2 separate regions of the Sus scrofa genome follow, and region 2 is linked to region 1. A link is a contact called in public Hi-C data. All regions are on one chromosome and are shown on one strand. The core of a region is the stretch at or near the end of the contact, and the rest is flanking DNA. Distances in the headings are between cores, read along the strand shown. Region 1 has its middle 96 kb from the start of UBE2K. Region 2 holds the start of PDS5A (a long non-coding RNA gene).

The links. Hi-C and Micro-C count contacts between places; a contact is called where the count stands out from the background.
Region 2: a contact with region 1 is called in a Hi-C map of skeletal muscle, with 6 times the contacts expected there. The contact joins the promoter of PDS5A here to the enhancer-like site in region 1. A contact is called at or near these places in 3 of 5 promoter capture datasets (fetal liver and liver), 13 of 47 Hi-C or Micro-C datasets (alveolar macrophages, blood, embryonic fibroblasts and 6 more) and 1 of 2 datasets of contacts at active chromatin or transcription factors (skeletal muscle).

What each region holds. Positions count from the first base shown.
Region 1 is chr8:30,980,953-30,987,483 of Sscrofa11.1, forward strand. No RefSeq gene overlaps it. Among named protein-coding and RNA genes, the nearest start is that of UBE2K, 96 kb to the left of the region's middle. Within about 2 kb of position 4,084, at least 2 of the 83 cell types and tissues checked have an H3K27ac peak or open chromatin away from gene starts, as enhancers often do.
Region 2 is chr8:31,131,175-31,138,440 of Sscrofa11.1, forward strand. PDS5A (a long non-coding RNA gene) reads right to left here and starts at 3,157. Exons shown (of 33, transcript XR_002346613.1): 1 at 2,720-3,157; 2 at 1,664-1,841.

The sequences.
Region 1 (6,531 bases), core at 2,834-5,333:
TGTGATCTGTGAATAGAGATAGTTTTACTTCATTTTCAACCTGTACTCCTGTATCCTCCTTTCCTTCTTCCAATCTGTCTCTATCCATCTATTTTTTGTCTAATTGTTCTGGCTAACACCTCCAATGCGATGCTGAACATGAGTGCTGAGAGAGAATTTTTCCCAATCTTAGGGCAAAGCCTTTAGCCTTTAACCATTAATTAGTTAGCTATAGGTTTTTAAAATAGATGTTCTTTATTAGGTTAGGGGAATTTCCTTCTACTATCAGTTAACTGATGTTGAATTTTGTTACAAGGCATTTTCTACGTTTATTGAGATAATCATTTGGCTTTTCCTACTTGGTGTGTTGCATTGCATTCTTGGAATGAACCCCACTTGGTCATGATATATTGTTCTTTTTATATAATACTGGATTCACTTTGCTAATATTTTGTCAAGGATTTTTGCATCTATGTTCATAATGGCTATTGGCCTGTAGTTTTCTTGTAATGCCTTTGGTTTTGCTAATGGTGGCCTCATAAAATGACTTGAGAGAGTTCTACCATTTTCTTGAAAACAGTATGTAACATTAGTATTATTTCTTCCTTAAATTTTTCTATTTTTCTTTTTTCATGTTCATTAATTTTCCTCTAGTTTTTTTTGTTTGTTTTTTTGTTTTTGTCTTTTGTTTTTTTAGGGCCGCACCCACGGTATACGGAGTATCCCAGACTAGGGGTCTAATTGGAGCTGTAGCCACCGGCCTACACCACAGCCACAGCCACACCAGATCTGAGCTGCATCTGTGACCTACATCACAGCTCATGGCAACGCCGGATCCTTAGCCCACTGAGGGAGGCCAGGGATCGAACCCGCAACCTCATAGTTCCTAGTGGGATTCGTTTCTGCTGTGCCAAGGTGGGAACTTGCCTAGTTTTGCTCTAATCTTTAATGTTTACTTCTTTTTGCCTTATATTTAGTTTGCTCATTTTTCATAAGGTGGAAGCTTCAATTCCTGATTTTAGGTATTTTTATTTTTTATTTTTTTGACTGCACTGCAGCATGGAAGTTTCCAAGCCAGGGATCGAATCCAGGCTACAGCCGTGACCTGTGCCACAGCTGTGGCAATGGCAGATCCTTAACCCACTGCACCATAGTGGGAACTCCCTTTTTTTTTATTCCTAGTGTAAGCACTTAGTGCGTATCTAAGAAAAAATATAAAGTACTGCTTTAGTTATATCTCACACATTTTACTATATTGTATTTTCATTTTTTCAGATTAAATCATTTAAAAAATTCTCTTGAGGAGTTTCCATTGTGATGCAGTGACTATTATCTATGAGGATGTGGGTTTGATCCCTGGACTTGCTCAGTGGGCTGAGGATCTGGCATTGTTGTGAACTGTGGTGTAGGTTGCAGATGCGGCTCGGATCCTGCTTTGCTGTGTGTGTGGCATAGGCCAGCAGCTGTAGCTCTGATTTGACCCCTAGCCTGGGAACTTCCATATGCCTTGGCCCTAAAAAGCAAAAGCAAAAAAAAAAAAAAAAAAGTTCACTGCAAAACATATTGTATATAAAATAGTACAGAAGAAAAAAGTGGAAAGTAGATTAAACATACAGATGTTATTAAAGCATATATCAAGAAACGGGCTCCTTGCTGCAATCCTTTTATCTGTAGCTGGTCATGAAGCAGTAGCTGACAGATACTACCATCGTGAATTCCTGATATCTATTCCAAATTCACATTCCATTTATTTGGTCTTTTTTTTTTTTTTTTTTTTTTAGGGCCGCACCCACAGCATGAGGACGTTCCCAGTCTAGGGGTCATAGCCACTAGTCAGGCTGGTTACTGCTGCGCCACAACAGGAACTCTGCAACTTTTATTTTTGAATCTTCTCCAAATTTATTATCAAAATTAATCTTTCTATATTAGTATTCAAGAAAGACTACACCGAAATTTGTCATCTAGCTTTACTCACAGCTGAGTGAAGAACACTTTTTAATTCTGAAAAGGACTGCATGAAGCAACAGGTAACAAATTGGACAGAAAGTCTTAAGGATAAGTATATCAGAAGTTCATAAAGTCCTATATCTCAGAATATTCAAGAAATTGCAATTCTGTCAGTGTCTTTGTTTTTCAGGATTGATTCTAGTGACTTCAATAGAAAAAAAATTCAAACACAAAATCCCCGAGTTGTCATATAGAGTGACTTAACTGCCCTAACTGAAGTTGAGTTTGTCTGATTATTTTAAATCTAAAAGCTTCGAGCTTCTGCCTTCTGCACAGAATGTGCAGAAAGCTTTGAAGAGGGTGGTTCCTAGCTTAGCAAGAAGAGGCAGAGAATCCAGAAAATCATAATTTCTCTTGAGCCTATCAGAAAACTGAAGTAACCAAATGGCCTGAAATCTAAAGAAAGCTGCCTGAGGCCCAGGGCACTTCTACGTGGTCCTCCAGGGGGCGCTCCTGAGGCAGCCTGGGTGCAGGTGGAGACCAGAGATGAGGCTTTCTTGGCAGTGCCGGCTGCGGGGAGCGGGGAGCTAGAGGCTGCCGCTGTAGAAAAGATCCAAGCCCTGCCTGCTCCACCTCCCCTGCATAACCAAAGCAGTAGCTTCTTGGGAAGGAGAGCAACCTTTCACCCCGGAGTACAGGTGAAGATCAAAGAGGTGGGGAAAGAAAAAGAAGAAATCCCTGTCCTGTGAGAAGGAGGAAGAAAACCATCCCGGTTCTCAGGATCACTGAGGAAGCCTCACGCTTACGTGTTTTTCTGTCAGCTGACCTGTTTTCTGGTGAGGCCTTTCTTTCTGGCTTATAGGTGGCCACCTTCTTGCTGTCCTTACGTGGCCTTTCCTCAGTCAGTGCAAGTGGAGAGAGAGTTTACAGGTTCTCTGGTGTTTTGTCTTATAAGGACATTAATTCTTTTTTCTTTTTTTTTTTGTCTTTTTAGGGCCGCTCCTGTGGCATATGGAGGTTCCCAGCTAGGAGTCGAATCGGAGCTGTAACACAGCAACACTAAATCCGAGCCTTGTCTACAGCTCACGGCAATGCTGGATCCTTAACCCACTCAGCAAGGCCAGGGATCGAACCTGAGTCCTCATGGATACTCATTATTTTCATTTCCGTTGAGCCATGATGGAACTCCCAGGAACTAATGCTGTCAGATCAAGGCCTCACCTTATGACCTCAAGTAATTGTCTCCTATTGTTTCCAGATACAGCCAAACAGTGGGTTGGGACTTAAATGCAAGAATTTTGGGGAAACAGTTCTGTCCATAGCAGATGATAATCTGATGAACTGTTTCACTGTGGTATTCATGGTCTGATAAAGTCCCATCCCTTAGTACCCGCTGGTTTTTTCACTGCTTTCTGCCCTAACCAGACCCAGGATCTAATCTAGTTTACTCCATTTCCCGGAGGGTTTGCTGCTGGCAACTACTTCCCGTACCAATTTATTAGACAGAAATCAATTCTAGCTAATTCAAGAAGAAAAGAAATTTATTAGTGCATGTTGAATAGCTCAGAGTCCCTGGAAGGGCCACAAAATTATTTAGGCTCAGAGGTTATAGAGCCAGAAGCAATGCCAAAAATAATATCATAGAACTGGTCCTGTGAAGATGTGGCCTCTACTGCCAGTGCCTGGGACACCCCAACCAGCCTGATAGCACCAATGCTGGCCATTGGCCATTGCTGCCCCCCATTTCCATGGAGTGGTCCCTGTTCTGTGGTGTCCTAATGCAGATCTCAAAGCAGGTATAGATGTTTGGTTGTCAATGCCTAGGTCCTATATCTGAGCCCTAGGTGCCAGGGAGCCTGAGAAAGCAAGAATTGGTGTTTCAGCTTCTAAGGAAGGCAGTGGGCTCTGCCTCATTGGGTGGCATTTGTAGAGGGGTTCCCCTAACACAAAAAGGGCATTCAGGATACCTGGAAAATGATAAAATTTTCTATTTAGATGTAGCCTCTTTGAGGCTGAACTATATGGGAATGTGAGGAAGTGGAAACTTTGTACCTGCGCAAGAAAGACTAATTAACGGAAGTGGGGTAGTTGGCCCAGAGCCTGGAGAACAGAACAAGCAAGAGCAGAAGTATTGGGTGTGTTTTGATTGCTTCCTCCGGATTTGCTGGTGGTCACTGGGGCTGCCAGTCTGCTGGAATGGTGACAATATCTGTGAGCAGGTGAGCACTCGCTACGGCCAGGCACTTTGTGAGATGCTTTCTATATTCTACCCTCATGACTATGAAGTCGTTATTATTTTACAGGTGGGAAAACTGAGTTGTGAAAGGGCCTATAAGATTTCTAAGATCTCGCAGTGCCAGGTATATCAGAATGAAAATGGATTCTGCAGGCAGTTGCAGCTATTTGAGGCTGATCATGAAGAGACCCAGCCAAGCATTTCCTGTAGAGCCTATGCTTCCCAGACCTCATTCAGCTCAGCTTGCCACAGAGACTTCCCAAGCAGAGAGAAGGAACTGATCATTCTGAACATGCTGGCCTCTGGTTTAGTGTTTTTGTTTTTTTTTTTTTGTCTTTTTAGGGCCGTACCCGTGGCATATGGAAGTTCCCAGGCTAGGGGGCAAATCAGAGCTGTGGCTGCCAGCCTACACCACAGCCACAGCAACACTGGATCCTAGCCACATCTTTGACCTACACTGCAGCTCATGGCAACACTTATCCGTAACCCACTGAGTGAGGCCAGGGACCAACCTGCATCCTTATGGACATCAGTTGGGTTCTTAACCTGCTGAGCCACAATGGGAACTCCTGGTTTACATAGTCTTTTGTGTCTTTGGTTAACAAGGCCAGTCCCATGGAGAAGACTGTTCCATGACCCTCCTAGCTGAAAAGGAGACTAACCCCAGCAAGTAACCCCCTGAGGAGTGGAGCTCACTGATGGGAAGGTAGCGTGCCTATAAACTCAATTATTGTTAATAATGGTGCTTTTGACATGATGTGGATTTAACAGTCTGGTACTTTAGTAGCTGCTAGAGTAGTTGCTGCTTTGTTTTGCACAGTTAAACATTTTTGGGGAAGATGTCTCATTTATCTTAAACTCTATCAAGGTACAACTTACATATAAAATACATTAAAACGTACAATTCAGTGATATTTGGGAAATTTACTGAGCTGTACAGTCATCACCGTGATCCAGTTTTAAAATATTTCCATCACTCCAGTAAGATCCCATGAGCCCATTAATTGTTGCTCTTACCCCCAGTCCCAGGCAATCACTACTCTGTCTCTCTAGATTCGGCTTCTCTACATAGTTCATGTAAACAGGATAGAGTATGTAGTTCTTTGTGTCTGCCCATTTTCACTTAGAATGTGTCTTAGCTTCATCTATTTTGTAGTATAATCAGTAGCTACTAGAAGGTATGAATGATCTAGTTTCTCCTCATCCTGTCATCGGGTATTATTACCATTTTTAATTATAGCCATTCTAATAGATGTGTAGTGATAGCTACCTGATTTTTTTTTTTTCCCCTTATTTTTGGCCACATTTGGAAGTTCTTGGGCCAGGGGATCAAATCTGAGCTGCATCTGCAGCCTATGCCAGTTTTGGCAATGCCAGATCTTTAACCTGCTGCACCACAGGCGGAACTCCATCTTTGCGTTTTTAATGTCAGCTCCTGCCACTGAGCCCAGTCTGTACAGAATGGTTAAAGCCCCAGCCCTTACATTTTCTTACTGGCTTCCACAGATCTGAACCTTGGACGGTGCTCCTTATGTATAACTAACCTCCAGTTCGTTGCTTTTGAAGCTTCTCTTGAAGAACTGATACAGTGCTGTTTTCTTTTTTTTCCCCAAAGCCCATACATCTCTTTAATCTATTTATTTGGCGAGCCTGAGGGATGGATTGAACCTGAACCACAGCGGTGACAATGCCAAATCCTTAACCACTAGGCCATCAGGGAACTCCTGCTGCTGTTTCTCAAGGGAATGCATGGTCTTTGCTAGAGAAAGCTGTAACTAGAGAATGAAGGGAGGGAAAGTGCCTTAAGTTGGAATCAGCACCGATTAAAAAACATCATTTGAGGAGTTCCCGTTGTGGCTCAGTGGGTCAAGAACCTGGCTAGCATCCATTTGATCCCTGTCTTGCTCAATGGGTTAAGGATCCGACATTGCCATGAGTTGTGATGTAGGTCGCATATGTGGCTTGGATCCTGCATTGCTGTGGCTCTGGTGTATTGGCTGGCAGCTGCAGCTCCAATTTGCCCCCTAGCCTGGGAACTTCCATATGCCACAGGTGCGGCCCTAAAAAAACTCCCAAAACATCGTTTGAAAAACACCCCAAAACTGAGGTTCTTATCACCAGCCTGGCTCAGGTTGCTTAGAAATGGTACCTTGAGAGTTCCTGTTGTGGCTCAGCAGGTTAAGAACCTAGGTAGTATCCATAAGGACGCGGGTTTGATCCTGGCCTTGCTCAGCGGGTTAAGGATCCGGCATTGCCATAAGCTGTGGCATAGGTTTCAGATGTGGCTTGGATCTGACGTGGCTGTGGTGTAGGCCAGGGGCTATGGCTCCGACTTAACCCCTAGCCTGAGAATTTCCATATGCCATGGG
Region 2 (7,266 bases), core at 1,907-4,406, 150 kb after region 1:
AATGAGATAGTGATACTTTAACTAAACATGGATCCCTAAAAAGTACAAAGTCAAAATCGATTTAAAAAGGCAGGAGGAAGACAAAGTAATAAGAGTTCCTGAGAAAAGCAAAATTTTAGCAATAGAACATTCAAATTAGTTAATACGTATGCCAAATTCAACTTCCAAAAAAAGTCATAACAAATGGATATTCTAAACATATGCTCGTTCTATACTTGTGTGTCCATTTATTGTTAACAATATTTCTGATATTTAATCTATTTTCAAATGGAAGACGTACACGTAGTTATAACTTTTTAAAATCAGATTATCCATCACTAGAATTCAAGATTTTAATATTCTTAACATGAAAACAATAAAAATGAAAAGACCTATAAATTTTTTACTTAGCTTTATATTTTACAATTCATATTTCGACATCTCAAAACACTCAATATAACCTTAAGAAGCCATCAATAGGTACCTCACTTTATGTACAAGATTTAATAGAAAGCCCTAGTGCCCTATTCTTTCCAAAGGGGCAACAAATTACAGAATCCCAATTTGTTTTTAAAAAGTTAACTGTAGGAATACTCTAATTACTCACAACATTGTAAACATTTACTAGGCACTATACTAAATTCTAAGAGCAAAGTGGCAAGATTATTCCCTGAAAAACCTTTCACCAATTGCCCAAGGTAGAAACATTGTCAACATTGTTTATTCCCTCACCTCCCACCAAGTCTGACTGATTTTTAACTCTGAAATGTCTCTTGGATCATCCACTATCTCTATTCCCACTTCAAGAATAGCCCAACTTCAAGATTTCAACATCTATTCACCTAGACTACTGTTAAGAGTTCTTTAACTAGACTCCTTATCTCCAGCCTTGCCCTGTTCCAATCTAGCTCCAATGGTGAAAACTAAAATGTCTTCAGCATTTCCAAATGTCCCCTGGGGGTCAAAGATGCCTGCATCAGGTTGATCCTTCAATAAGAATAACAGTTTGTAAGGCTGTGGCCACAATCTATGCTCATGCAACAGAAAGCAAAAAAATTAACTTACATAAGGCTAAAACTTACAACGTTGACCTTAGGACCACCATTGCTTAAATTAAATAAACTGACTCCTTATAAAAAGAGATGCTAACGCTTTCTCTTAAAAACCCTTTGAATGTGTGGGCATTAATCATCACCTTACTTCCAGACTGAATTTTGAAAAGTCAGTACTTCTGTCAAAGTTTAAGCATACTATATACATATTTAAGCTTCTGGATATTAGAAAAATTTTAAAGTGCCTTTTGTGCTTAAATCGGTACCCTCAGAAGTTAATGAAAACCTTCCTAGGTAAATCACTGCCTACTTTTAAGTTGCAAGCTACTTTGAATAGTAGTCATAAATATTTCCAGGAAAAACTTTAAAAACTGTAAGAACTCTTATACTTGAAAAACGGTAAGATTAAAAAAGGTCACACACACACACCCGTTAATTTCCCATCATGCTTATGCCCCTAACAGAAATTATTCAAAGATACAGCCAAGATAGAACAATACTTTTCGCAGGGCGTAAAAGAGAAGACATAAAATACGTAAAAAGCATGGTAGGTGAAACTCTGAAAGGCCAGGCCTTGCAGAGCAGTAACACCACAGGCGGCTCAAGTGTGACCATTCCATCCCAAAGCTTACCTTCAGTCGTTTGATCATTTCGTCGGTGGTAATCTTGTCGGTGATCTCCTTTACCCCCGGAGGGTAAGCGATCTTCCCATCGGCACTCACGACGCCACAGAGGGCTGTGGCAGGCTTGGGCTGCGCGGTGAAGTCCATCCTGGGGGACAACTTTTCTTTCACAGTCCTCTACCGGCCTCTATCGGTCAGAAAACAAAAGTTCAGCGGGAAAGGGGCGACTTTGTAACCTCTTTTTTCATTTCAAAAATCTCTAATCTGCAAAGGGCCTTTTCTCCCGGGAGGCCGGGGACTCGGCGGCGGCCCCGCCACCCGCTCCTTCCCGGGGCCTGAACCTTGGCGGCCGCCGCGCCGCCCCCACCCACCCGGGCCCCGCCAACCCCGGGCTCCCGGGGATCCCTGGCACCGGCGGCCGCGGCCGCGGGAAGCGCCGAGCACCGCCAGGAGTTTCCCATTCCGCCGTTCACAATGAAATCCACCCCCGTGCATCGAGGTCCGAAGTTTGGCGGCCTTGAGAGCGTGCCGAGGCCTCCAAGGCCCCCGCTCGGTCAGAGACGAGCCTCGAGTCCCCGCCCGGCCGGTCCCCTCCGGGGAAGGAGACGCGAGGCCTATAGGGCTCGGCTTAGGCCGCAAAACTAGGGACCCAACCGGACCCGCACGCAACGGCGGCTCCTGGGAACGAACGCCCTCGCCGGGCCGAGCTCCGGGACCCCCGGCGTCCCCGCCACGCTCCCACCCCTCCCGGGTCCCGCTCCCCCCACCCCCACTGCCGGAGGGGAAAACAAGCCGCCCTCCACCCCGAACCCCAAGGCAGGAAGCGGCTGACGCGGCTCCGCACTTCACATTTTGTTCCTTCAACTTCGGCTGAGGGACCCTGGCGTCTTCTCTCGCCCCCGGCCACTCGGCACCGTCCGAAGCCGCCAAGGCCTTACCGGCAGCTCCGGGCAGCCCCGCCGGGCCTTGGTCCCGCGGCTCCCCCCCACCCCCCCGCTCCGGTCTCCCCTTCCGTCCCCTCCCTCCACCAGCCGAGGGCGGGAGCCCAGCCGCCGCCGCCTTTACCTCCTCCTCATGCGGGCGGAAGGTGCATCGAGCGCCCGGGCCTCTGTCAGGTGGTTGCGCCGCCGCCCCTCTTCGGGCTGCACACAAAGCGGCTCCGCGGGTCCCGCCGCCGCCGCCGCCGCCCGCCCCGGAGCGGCGCTGGGGCTGGCGGTGCCGAGGAGGAGCAGTCGCCGCGGGGGGAGACGCGGGGCGAGTGTGCGCTGGGCGGGGAGACACTGCCGCTCTCCGTCTGGCCGAGGAAGAGCAGCCTCGGAGAAGGCTCTTCTGGGAGCGTGTGCGCGGGTGTCCGCCCCGGACCCCCACGGCCCACCCGCGCGCCCCTCGCGCCGGCCGGGTCCGCCGACCCGGACCCGGACGCCCCTTGCAGCGGCGCGCGCCCGGCCGTCGGTGCTCCTGGCAGCCGGCGCCTCGCGCACAGTGGCCGGTCACGCGAGCTGTGCGAGAGCACGCGAGAGCAGGGCGCGCGCCTCGCTCCCTCCCCTTCCTCCGCCGGCCCGAGCCTCCGCCTCCCTCGGGCCCGAAGCGGCCGCGCGCGAGGCAGACAGCGCCACCATCCGGTTGGCGCCAAGACCTGCCGCGCCGAGCGCCTCGGGGAGCACCCGGCCCAGAAGCGAGCAGGGGAGGAGCCCGGGTGGCGGGAAGCGAACGCGGCCCCAGCGGCCCTCAGAGGGCACGCAGGACGAACAGAACTTTGCATTATGCCTCGGAGATGGGTTCCGACTTTTAGGGGTCATCCTGAGGGACGTGGAGGGAAATGGTTGAAAAACGGTTAACTACTGAATGAAAATGAATTGATTTCCTCCCTAGGGACGGAAGATCTGCAAACTAAGGAAAAGTTTTGCAACATGGCACGAGGGACGTGGTCATGATCCAGTGGGCTGCTCATTCTTGTGCCTTCTGACAGCCACCAGAGTTTGCCCTCCCCTCTTTAGATATCTAAAATTAGTATTTTGAAAGCTGCAAAATATACAAATAACTCTGAGTCGAGCAGTCCTCAAAGAATGGTCTGAAAGGTAGGTTTCTGGACTCCACTCCAAACTCTGAGACTGGAATCCAGAAATAAGAATGTTTATAAATTAGATGGATATTTCTTGTTAATATATGAACTCAAAGAATACCTTTTTCCTTCAGCCAAAGGAAAACCCAATGCAGTGGTGTTTGAGCAGTTTAATGTAAAATTTGAAGCAGATGAACCTCAGGAGCACGTAGGTAATTTCCAAAGATGAAGTTGTAAAAAGAACACATAATACGAAATAGCATACAGCTCCCTGACCACTACCATAGTTTACAGTGAAATGCATTTAAATTGTTCATTTAAATTATTCTTGATGGATATCTATTGGTCTTTTCTATATCCTTTGCTTGATCTTAACAATATCGTAGGTACAGCCATCACTGAATATTTTTCAGGTATTACACAAAGGAGCAAACATCTTGGAATCTAACACACCACGGTTGCTGATTTGCTAGAACTCTGCCCTAAAGTCACTACTCATGGATTAAGGATCTGGCATTGTCGCTGCAGTGACCCTGCAGCACAGGTTTAATCCCTAGCCTGGGAATTTTCACATGCCACAGGGACAGCCAAAAAAAAGCTCCCCCAAACCCCACAAAAGTCAGTGCTTTATTCCTGGGCATTTAGAGTAGCAGGCAAAAGCTATTTAAGATCATCTTCATCCCAACTATTAAACTGACCAAAACCTACACTCTTTACAGTAGAAAATTGACAGAACACTGTAAACCAATTATAATGGGAAAAAAAACAAAAATCATTTAAAAAACCCTACACTCTTTGTAGTCTCTTTCTCTCAACTTGTGATTTTTTAAAAATCCATCACATTTAAATAACTATGATGCTTTTTTTATTCTTGCTCTAAATAATTTACCCATTATTAAACTGGTTTTGTATATACTCATAGATTTTAATTTTATACAACCTATTAATTACTTTGTTAATACTGTTTGATTTTATAAACACTCAAAAGCCTCAAAAGCCCTAAAGATTATAACACATAAATACATTGAATTTATATAATTCTAAATTCATTCTAGATTAATTCCATTCTTAATTCTAAAATTCCTGTTTTTACGTAAATATTTGTTTCCACTTAGTAAATGAGAAGAGAACATTCTTTTGTGCAACAGTTATTTAAAGACGGCCTACTGTTAGAGTTCCCTCTGTGGCACAGCAGAAACAAATCTAACTAGGAACCATGAGGTTTCAGGTTCAATCACTGGCCTCTCTCAGTGGGTTAAGGATCCGGTGTTGCCATGAGCTGTGGTGTAGGTTGAAGACTCTATTTGGATCCTGCTTTACTGTGGCTGTGGCGTAGGCTGGCATCTGTAGCTCCAATTTGACCCCTAGCCTGGGAAACTCCATATGCCACAAGTGTGGCCCTAAAAAGCAAAGAAGAAAAGAAAGATGGCCCACTGTACAAGTCACTGTTTAGGATACTGAGAAAAAAAAAAAATCAATGGTAGGGGAATCCTCTTGTGGCACAACAGGCTAAAGATCCAGCATTGTCGCTGCAGTGGCTCACCCAGGTTGCTGTTACCTAGATGCCATCCCTGGCCCAGGCCTTGGCCCTGGAACTTCCACATGCAGCATGGGCCAGGCCAAAAAAAAAAAAAAAAAAAAAAAACAGAGTTCTGGGGGCACAAAAATCCTACCTGTTGTGGTAGAGTTTAATTTGTTTGGGGGGAGATAGGCAAAAAATAATAATGATAATAATAAAGTAGAGGAGAGAAGGGATGCAGATCACAGATAAGCTTTTAGGTCTTTGGCCTTTGGAAAGACGTTGGCATGTACTCAGAGATTTTGGGAGTATTTTAAAAAAAGAAGTGACATTATATGATTTATGTTCTATGAGCTAGGCAACCATGGACAAATTACTTAATCTTTCTGTGCCTCATTTTCCTTATCTGTAAATCAAGGATAATAGTTTCTATATCAGAGAGCCTTTATGAGGCATAAATTAGTTGATTTTGTAAAGTGCCTAGAATTTTAACTGGTACATACTAAGCTCTACATGATTTCTAAAATATATGTAAAATGAAGGAATCACTCTAGCTGCTGGGTTGAAAATAATGTAGAGATACAAATAGAGTAGTAGGGTTACCAAGTATAAGATGATGGCAAAAATCCCAAGGAAGGAATTCTGTTGTGGCACAGTGGGTTAAGGATCCAGTGTTGTCACTGCAGTGGCTCAGGTTCAATCCCTGACCCAGAAACATCCATGTGCCATGGGTGTGGCAAAAAAAAAAAAAAAAAAATCCCAAGAAAAGATGATAATAGGGATTGGGTAATAACAGTGAAAATGATGAAAAACTGTATTAAAAGAAGAGTCAAGAAAGCAAAATTTTAGACCGTGGTTTTAACCAGAGGGATGAAGTTACTACTAACTGGGATAGGGAGGACTATGCTTGAAACAGATTTAGAGTCAGGTTGTCTTTTAGAATCTAAGCTATTTAAAAGTTAATTTGACAGTTATGGAGCTCCTGCAATGGACAAGGCAGTGTACTAGGCACCGGGGAAATATTTAGAAAACAAAAAGATAGGATCAGAGTCCGATGGAGCAAACAGAGACATGCAATGAATCATGATTCAAGGTAAGGCAGTGATATGTTTTGTAATAGAGATTTATTTATTTATTTATTTATTTGCTATTTCTTTGGGCCGCTCCCGTGGCATGTGGAGATTCCCAGGCTAGGGGTCGAATTGGAGCTGTAGCCACCAGCCTACACCAGAGCCACAGCAACACAGGATCATTAATCCACTGGCCAGGGCAGGGACTGAACCCGCGACCTCATGGTTTCTAGTCAGATTCATTAACCACTGCGCCATGATGGGAACTCCTGTAATAGAGATTTAAATGATATCGTCGGGAAGCCTAGGAAAGGGGTGCCATGAGCGCTTCCCGAAGGAAGGGGCATTTTGAGGCTGGGCCTTGGAGGATGACTTGTTGCAGTGAGTAGTTTTGGGGAGAGCAATAGCTAATAGAGATAACCACAAGGTGAAAAGAGGCCTGGAGGTAATTAAGTGCAATTTCTTTTTGAGGAAAAGACTTCGGTCTTCGATTCTCGTTGTGGTTTAGCAGGTTAAGAACCTAACAGAGTGTCCATGAGGGTGTGGGTTTGATCATGGGCCGACTCAGTTTAAGGACCCAGTGTTGTTACGACTATGGCATAGGCTGGCAGCTGTAACTCTGATTCAATCCCTAGCCCAGGAACTTCCATATGCCACAGGTGTGGCCAAAAAAAAAGGGGGAAAAAAAGAGTTTAGTGTGATTAGAGCAATTATTGCATAAAAGAGTGGCTTGACTATTTTTTTTTTAAAAAGGATTTTTATTTTTTCCATTATATTAGGTTTACAGTGTTCTGCCAATTTTCTACTGTACAGCAAAGTGATCCAGTCACACATACCTATATACATTCTTTTTCTCAAGAATGGTGAGAAAGTGGCTTTTTCACAAGTGACTTGACTTTGTGAATGTTATTCTACACCCCCATAATTTCCATCAGCCATCCTCTCCTATACACATATACAA